Linked DNA regions of Mus musculus: region 2 is linked to region 1. Evidence: chromatin contacts called from public Hi-C data. All regions are on one chromosome and are shown on one strand. Each heading gives the region's core, a stretch centred on a gene start, on an enhancer-like site or on the middle of the called end of the contact. The rest is flanking DNA. Distances are from core to core; before and after follow the strand shown.

What was found. Hi-C and Micro-C count contacts between places; a contact is called where the count stands out from the background.
Region 2: a Hi-C map of trophectoderm shows a contact between it and region 1, with 4 times the contacts expected there. The contact joins two enhancer-like sites. A contact is called at or near these places in 1 of 15 datasets of contacts at CTCF or cohesin (the NIH/3T3 cell line), 46 of 484 Hi-C or Micro-C datasets (3T3-L1-derived adipocytes, the AML12 cell line, the C10 cell line and 25 more), 6 of 115 datasets of contacts at active chromatin or transcription factors (the HPC-7 cell line, the NIH/3T3 cell line, bone marrow-derived dendritic cells and 3 more) and 2 of 9 other capture datasets (embryonic stem cells and pancreatic islet).

Annotation. Positions count from the first base shown.
Region 1 is chr1:177,707,097-177,710,215 of GRCm38.p6, forward strand. Gm30115 (a long non-coding RNA gene) reads right to left here. Exons shown (of 5, transcript XR_373742.2): 4 at 1,112-1,161. Among named protein-coding and RNA genes, the nearest start is that of 1700016C15Rik, 21 kb to the right of the region's middle. Within about 2 kb of position 1,790, at least 108 of the 459 cell types and tissues checked have an H3K27ac peak or open chromatin away from gene starts, as enhancers often do. A contact at or near this core is called in trophectoderm, where this site is marked.
Region 2 is chr1:177,772,732-177,776,158 of GRCm38.p6, forward strand. Adss (adenylosuccinate synthetase, non muscle) reads right to left here. Exons shown (of 13, transcript NM_007422.3): 7 at 2,850-2,931; 8 at 844-970. Among named protein-coding and RNA genes, the nearest start is that of Adss, 22 kb to the right of the region's middle. Within about 2 kb of position 1,975, at least 3 of the 459 cell types and tissues checked have an H3K27ac peak or open chromatin away from gene starts, as enhancers often do. A contact at or near this core is called in trophectoderm, where this site is marked.

The DNA of each region.
Region 1 (3,119 bases), core at 540-3,039:
GGCAGTACAAGACCCAACTTCCTTCTTCCTTTATGTTTTCATTTTTTTTTAAAGAATGAAAACAACTGCATTCAACCTAAAATTCCTCTCAATCAATCAATCAATCAATCAATAAATATTAAAGTATATTCAAACATATCAAGGGGCAGTCTGACTCCCAAATACCTCTGTGGTATTCCCTCTCTCTAGATGGTATCTATTTCCCAAGGAAAACAAGAATACATGAAGTTGCTTAAAGATTTCATAGACCTAAGACTTCAGTGTTTGCAAATCTCATTCCACTGTGTTGTGTTATGTTACTTAAATGCAGACAAGAATATAGGATCTGAGGGCCTGGAGAAATGGTTCAGTGGCTAAGAGCACTGGCTGTTCTTGCAGAGGACTAGGGTTCTGTTCCCAGCAGATGGCTCACAACCATCTGTAACTCCAGTTCTAGGGGATCTGATGCTATCTTCTGGCTTCGCAAAGTACCGTGCATGCATGTGGTATTCATGAACGTGTGCAGACAAAACATTCATACACAAAATAAAAATAGATAAAATTTTAGAACAAGCAAAGGAAATGTAGGCTCTGACTCAGGTGGAACCATGTGGCCTGGGGAAGTCACTGTTGCTTCCTTGCCCTTCCCCCTATCACATAGGGAGGTTGGAAAGACCAACTGACCTCCATGCTGCTGCTAACTTGTGCTTCTCTGACTCATTGAGGTTGGGTCATTAAACAGACAGTTCTACACTGAGGAGGCTGCCCAAGGCCTTCATTTCAAGTGAAGTTGTGGGAGTGCCAGTTAGTGGTAGAGTGCCCACCTACCTACCATATGCAAAACCCTGGGTTCCCTCCCCAGCAGAAAAAGTGAATTATTATATGGATGATAGGTAGATAGATTCATTATTATCATTAATATCTCAACGTTATGTTCCCATGTCTCAGAAAACAGAACAAAATCTTAAAATCCTCGGAAGACCTGGAATTCTGTCCCTCCCTCCTGCAAATTTTCTCTGTCCTCAAGCATAGTAGGTCTTTCACATTTTAGGAGTAACTCAGACCTGAGTCAGTATTAATGCAAAGCTCCTGCATTAATAATCATAATAATCTCAGACTTGACACAACTCACCTTTTGCATCTTGAAGACCCGTTGAAGCAGTTTAACTGCCACTGGAGTTACTGCAAAATTTTAAAATATATTTATCAACTCTTTGAGCATCTCATACAATTTATTTTGATCATAGTCACCCTGACTCCTCTTACTTCCCTATCCCCTCTTTTTGGTCATTTTTTTGTTAGTAAGCCATCAACTCAAATCTGTGCTATCTGTATATTCCTGGATGTAGGACCATCGCAGGGACATGGTTGACACTAGGAGCCATGACCTCATAGAAAACTGACTCTCCCTAGAAGCCATCAACTGTCCATAGCTCCTCAGTTGGATAGAGGCTCACTGACTCCCTACTTTCATGATCTTGTGCAGGAAAGTACAGTTGTGTGTCAGTTCTGTCAGGTCTAGAAGGCACTGTTTCGTTCTCATCCTCTCCAGCTGTTGGCTCTGATCAGCCTTCCACATCCTCTTCCATGTGCTTCTTGAGCCTTGGGAGGCAGGTGTGGGGAGGCGGGGCTGAGGAGGTGGGGCTGGGAAGGCAGGGCTGGGAAGGAAGGGCTGTAAAGGCAGGGCTGGGTAGGCAGGGCTGGTGGGTGGGGGTGGGGATATAAAGGCACATACTGAAAAGGGATAGGACAAGACAGCTTAAGCGTAAGGAACATCAGGAAACTGTGGGAAACGTTCACAAGTGAGTCTGTAAAGGAGCCATGAGTCAGAGATTACTGGAGGGCTTTGGCTTCTTTAAACCTTCCCTTGGAGGCTTAAAAAACAGTGTTTCCTGCCAGGAAACATTCCACAGCAGTGACTCAATCCTCACACTGACCAGTCAACTTTCAAGAAGGCTAGTTAGGAGTCCCATTGAGTCAGCGTTCCTGCACCACAGAAAATGTAAGCAGACATTATTTCCTTTCCTCTCTCTACTTTTCAGAAAAGGCAATCTCTTTGAGGGAAATGTCTTGGTAGTTACAAAGTTGAGCTAAGAGATCATTGCACCTCAAATTCTCCATCTAAAAAAAATGCTGAAGATTAGGGCTTCGGATGTAGCTCAGTGGTAGAGCATGTACTTAGCTCTGGATTCCAACATCAGCACCAGAGCTGGGGAAGATAAGAATTAGATATACTAATTCAGCCTTGTGTGATGGTGTATGCCTACAATCCCAACACTCTGGAGACTGAAGCACGAGAATCACAATTTCTTGGGCAATGTAACAATGTTCTATTTCCAACAAAGAAATTATAATATTCATCCTAAACCATACAAGATACAGAGGGTAATATCTGCTATAAAACAGCTGCTCAATCAACAATAGCAACCATTACCATCACCACCACAATCATCACATTAAAAGGCCTACCAAGATCTTGCTTTTTGACCTAACTTCCTTCTCTTTTACACCCTACATTTCTCACATATCAGCCACACACACACATATAGTAACAAGAGGTAAATTATGTCTCTTAAAAATTTATGTTGAAGTCTTAACCCCAAATACTTCAAAATGTGACTTCATTTAGAAATGGGTTGTTGAAGATATAAAGATAAAGTCAGTAGGGTGGTCCCCTAATCTAAGATGGTTAGTGTCGTTAAAAGGAGAAATCTGAACACAAAAGCATTGGGAGGGGGAGAAGGAGAAGAAGAGAATAGATAGACAGACAAACACAAACACACACACACACACAGGTTCTGACTAGACATTTTTGAAGAGGAAGGCAGAAATCAAAGTGACATGTCTATTAAGTGTTGTGTAGCTGTTTCCACTGGGTTGTGCATGACTATGGCCATCTTGAATCAGTACTGCTGTGGCCACTCATCCAGGAAGAACCTTATTAACTACCTCATGTGCCAGGTCCCACCCCTGGAGCAGAGCCAGCAGGATGTGGGTCTCCTGCTGTAGGCATAACACTTGTTTGCATAGTAATGTACATATTTTGCTTCTCATCCATCCTTCAGGGAATGTTCTCCCTGTCAAGGTTAATGATTCCACGATAATCAGAGACAGCAGGATTTTAGAAAGTAAGAATGTGT
Region 2 (3,427 bases), core at 725-3,224, 66 kb after region 1:
TACTCCCTTTCCAGATTGAGAAGGCATACTATAGGATAAAAGGATACTGTATCTATTATAGACAAATATATTCTCTTTAGTTAGTATCTAGAGCCAATGAAATGTCAAGAGGCTGAGGTAAGTAAGAGCACTTGCTGCTCTTCCGGAGGACCCAGCTTTGATTACCAGCACCCAAATGATGGTTCAACAGCCACCTGTAACTCTATTTCCAGGAGATCCAAGGACTTCAGGCCTCCAAGGCCCCTTCATCCATGTGGTGTACAAAATACATGGAGGCAAAACACTCAAACCATAAAACAAAAAAAAACAAATAAAAAAGAAATGTTCCCCAGAACTGTTAACAGTATATGAAAACATTTAGATGTAACCACCAACAAACTAATGAAGACAGTCATCTAAATAAGTTTAACTTAGCCATGAGGATGGAAGAAAGACTGAGTCTATCAAAGTGTCATGCACAGAGTTAGCATAAACAGACTTTCCTAGATCTCAAAATATGTTTAATCCAACTTTTATATTTTAAAAGACTTAAAGGTGATCTTATTATTTTACAGTTCCAGAGAAACAGTAGTTGAATAAATCAACAATTCACAATCTGCAGAACTCCGAACCCACAGAATCCAAATGATTCCATTTTTAATGAACTATAAAAATGTATACTGTGCTTGCTACAATATTCTTAAAAAAAAAAAAAAACCCAAAAACTTAACTATATTGACAAGCTACCTCATTCCCAAATACACAAGCTAAATGCACTATTTATAACCTCCTAATGCTAACATTAATATCATATCTAAGTACTTTGAGCTCAGTCAAACTCCCTATAAATCATATCTCACTTACCAAAATCAATATCTAACAATGCTGCGTTTGCACCTTCTACCAAGATTTTCTTGGGTGGTCCATGGAGGGCCTCATATAGGAAATAAACTCCATCTTTCACCATCGGTTTAATCCTTTCCATATAACCCTACACAAAGACAAAAACCAGTTTCCATGTGCACTAATACATTGTAACACCAGTCACAGAGTAAACTACCTGGCCTTCCACAGTGGAAACTGACAAACCGAAACAGAAAGGCACTGGTGACAGGCTCATCCTAGTGCAACATTTGGATTAGCTCTGGTCTCTCGAAAAGAGTGATTAGTAATACAAGGGCTAGGGCTGTGGCACAGTAGCAGAGTACTTACCTAGCATGTGTGAGGTCCCGAGCCACACACATACACATGCGCTGTAACATTTAAAAGTTCTATAACAACTTCACTGGCAACAGCGCAAATGCTCACTTCATAAACTAGCTTTCAGGAAGAATAAAAAGAGCTAATATCTGTTTATATTAGATGGCATTTTTAATTATTTTTAGGTATTTGAAAAGCTGCATTTATAATCTATGTAACTAACAATTTTCAAGTTCAAATCAGACACCAAAATGTGGTAAGGACACAAACTATACTGTCAAATTTTCAAACATTAGAGACTGGGTGCTGTCATTCTTTCTGACAACAACACTGCAGTATGTCATTAGTCGATAGTACCAAGTACTAACATGAGTTGCTAGTAATGTTCAACTTCAGAATTCAAGTAAAACATGTAAAAACTGTAAATAAGAGTGTCCCTGGGGACTGCAGTACAGCTGCAATAAATGCTGGTTTTGACTATGGACACCAGCAGTAATAATCCCAGAAGCTGCTTACCAGGCACCTGAAGGAATACGTTGCACCTGTTACGAATGTCTCTGGCCCCTCCTTCACACTTGTCTTTAATCTCTTACTTATATTTTAGTCCTTTCTATATGCCTAAAACAAAGCCCTGGTTCAACATATGCTACTTATGAAAATCTTCTTTGGTTTCTTTTGTTGTTGTTTGTTTTGTTTTTTTTTTTTCTCCCCTTGAGCCCCACCCCACTCCCACCCTCGCCCTGCTCAAGGCTGAGCTCTACCTCAGTATGTACTTCAATTTGTGATCAACTTCCTGCTTCCACCTCTAAAGTACAAAAATTACCGGTGTAGGCCACCACACCCAATTTAAAAGAATCATAAACAAGGGCTGGTGAGATGGCTCAGCAGGTAAGAGCACCCACTGACTGTTCTTCCAAAGGCCCTGAGTTCAAATCCCAGCAACCACAAGGTGGCTCACAACCACCCGTAACAAGATCTGATGCCCTCTTCTGGTGCGTCTAAAGACTGCTACACAATGTACTTATGTTTAATAATAAATAAATTTTTAAAAAATCATAAACAGACCTAAGGTCTACAACTAGTAAGGAATGGCATATGGTATGTAGATTCTTACTCAGTTCTGAAAACAAAATGAACAGTTTTAAAGAAATAATCACCAGGCATATAGGAAACAATGTGAGGTTTAACAATGATTGAGAAGGCTCTGCTAACTCAGGCATCTCACAGCTATGACTGACAGTCTTCTCTGGTGGCCAGTAAAGTTAGCTGTCTCAGGAACTACTATCAATCCTACCAGCCAACTTTACAAGTTACCACACTGTGGCTTTCTTTATTGATCCACACGTCAGTAGTCATGCACGGTTTCTTCATAATGCAAATCTGGGCTTCCTTGTGTTCAAAATTCTCCAATAGCTTTCCATGGTCTCCTAAATAACATCTAAGTTTCCTGCAAGTGTATTTGAGACCTATCATCTGGCTACTTTCACATCTCATTCCCTTTCCGATCCAGTTTTCCATTGAGACTCAACTGTGTGAAGTCACACAGACATGCTATGTCCAGGGATGACTGGTCACTAGTTAATACACAAAGCTGAAATGGATGAAAAACTCAAATGTCAGTTTGGCAAGTTAGTATTTAAAAGTCCATTGCTGAGCTAAGAAAGCATTACCTTGAGTTGCTGTAATTCACCTTCAATGTCTATTTCCAAAGTCGGGTATATAGATTTATACTGGTTAGCTAGAACTTTGAACCTGAGAAATAAACAGATCATGGCATTAACTAACTATGTTACAGAATACTTCAAATAATATCATCCAAGTCAAGTGATTTTTGTGCCTTATAAATGGTCGTAAAAGCAAATTAGTTTGGAAACTGAAGTTACTTTTGGAGAAATAAAATTGAAGTAAGGAGATAAACATGAATCAATTATGCACTCAAGATACATTTTCATGTTTAAGGCAAAATATAATTAAGGTGATGTCTGTGGTTGAAGAAAAAGGATTGAAATAACTAAAATCTGAAAATACAAAACAAATTATATTCTACTGTGTAAAAAAAATGAGAGGGTCAGTCTACATGACACTTAGACGGTAGCAATTATCTCTAGGATTTTTCAGTGCATGGCCTGCCAGTGCAAATATATAACTACACTTCCCATGAAAATCATTTTATAAAGAATATGTCAGTACAGCATTTCTACTTTTAAAGACATATCCAAAAAATTTACCAGAACATGGAAGGCTAATT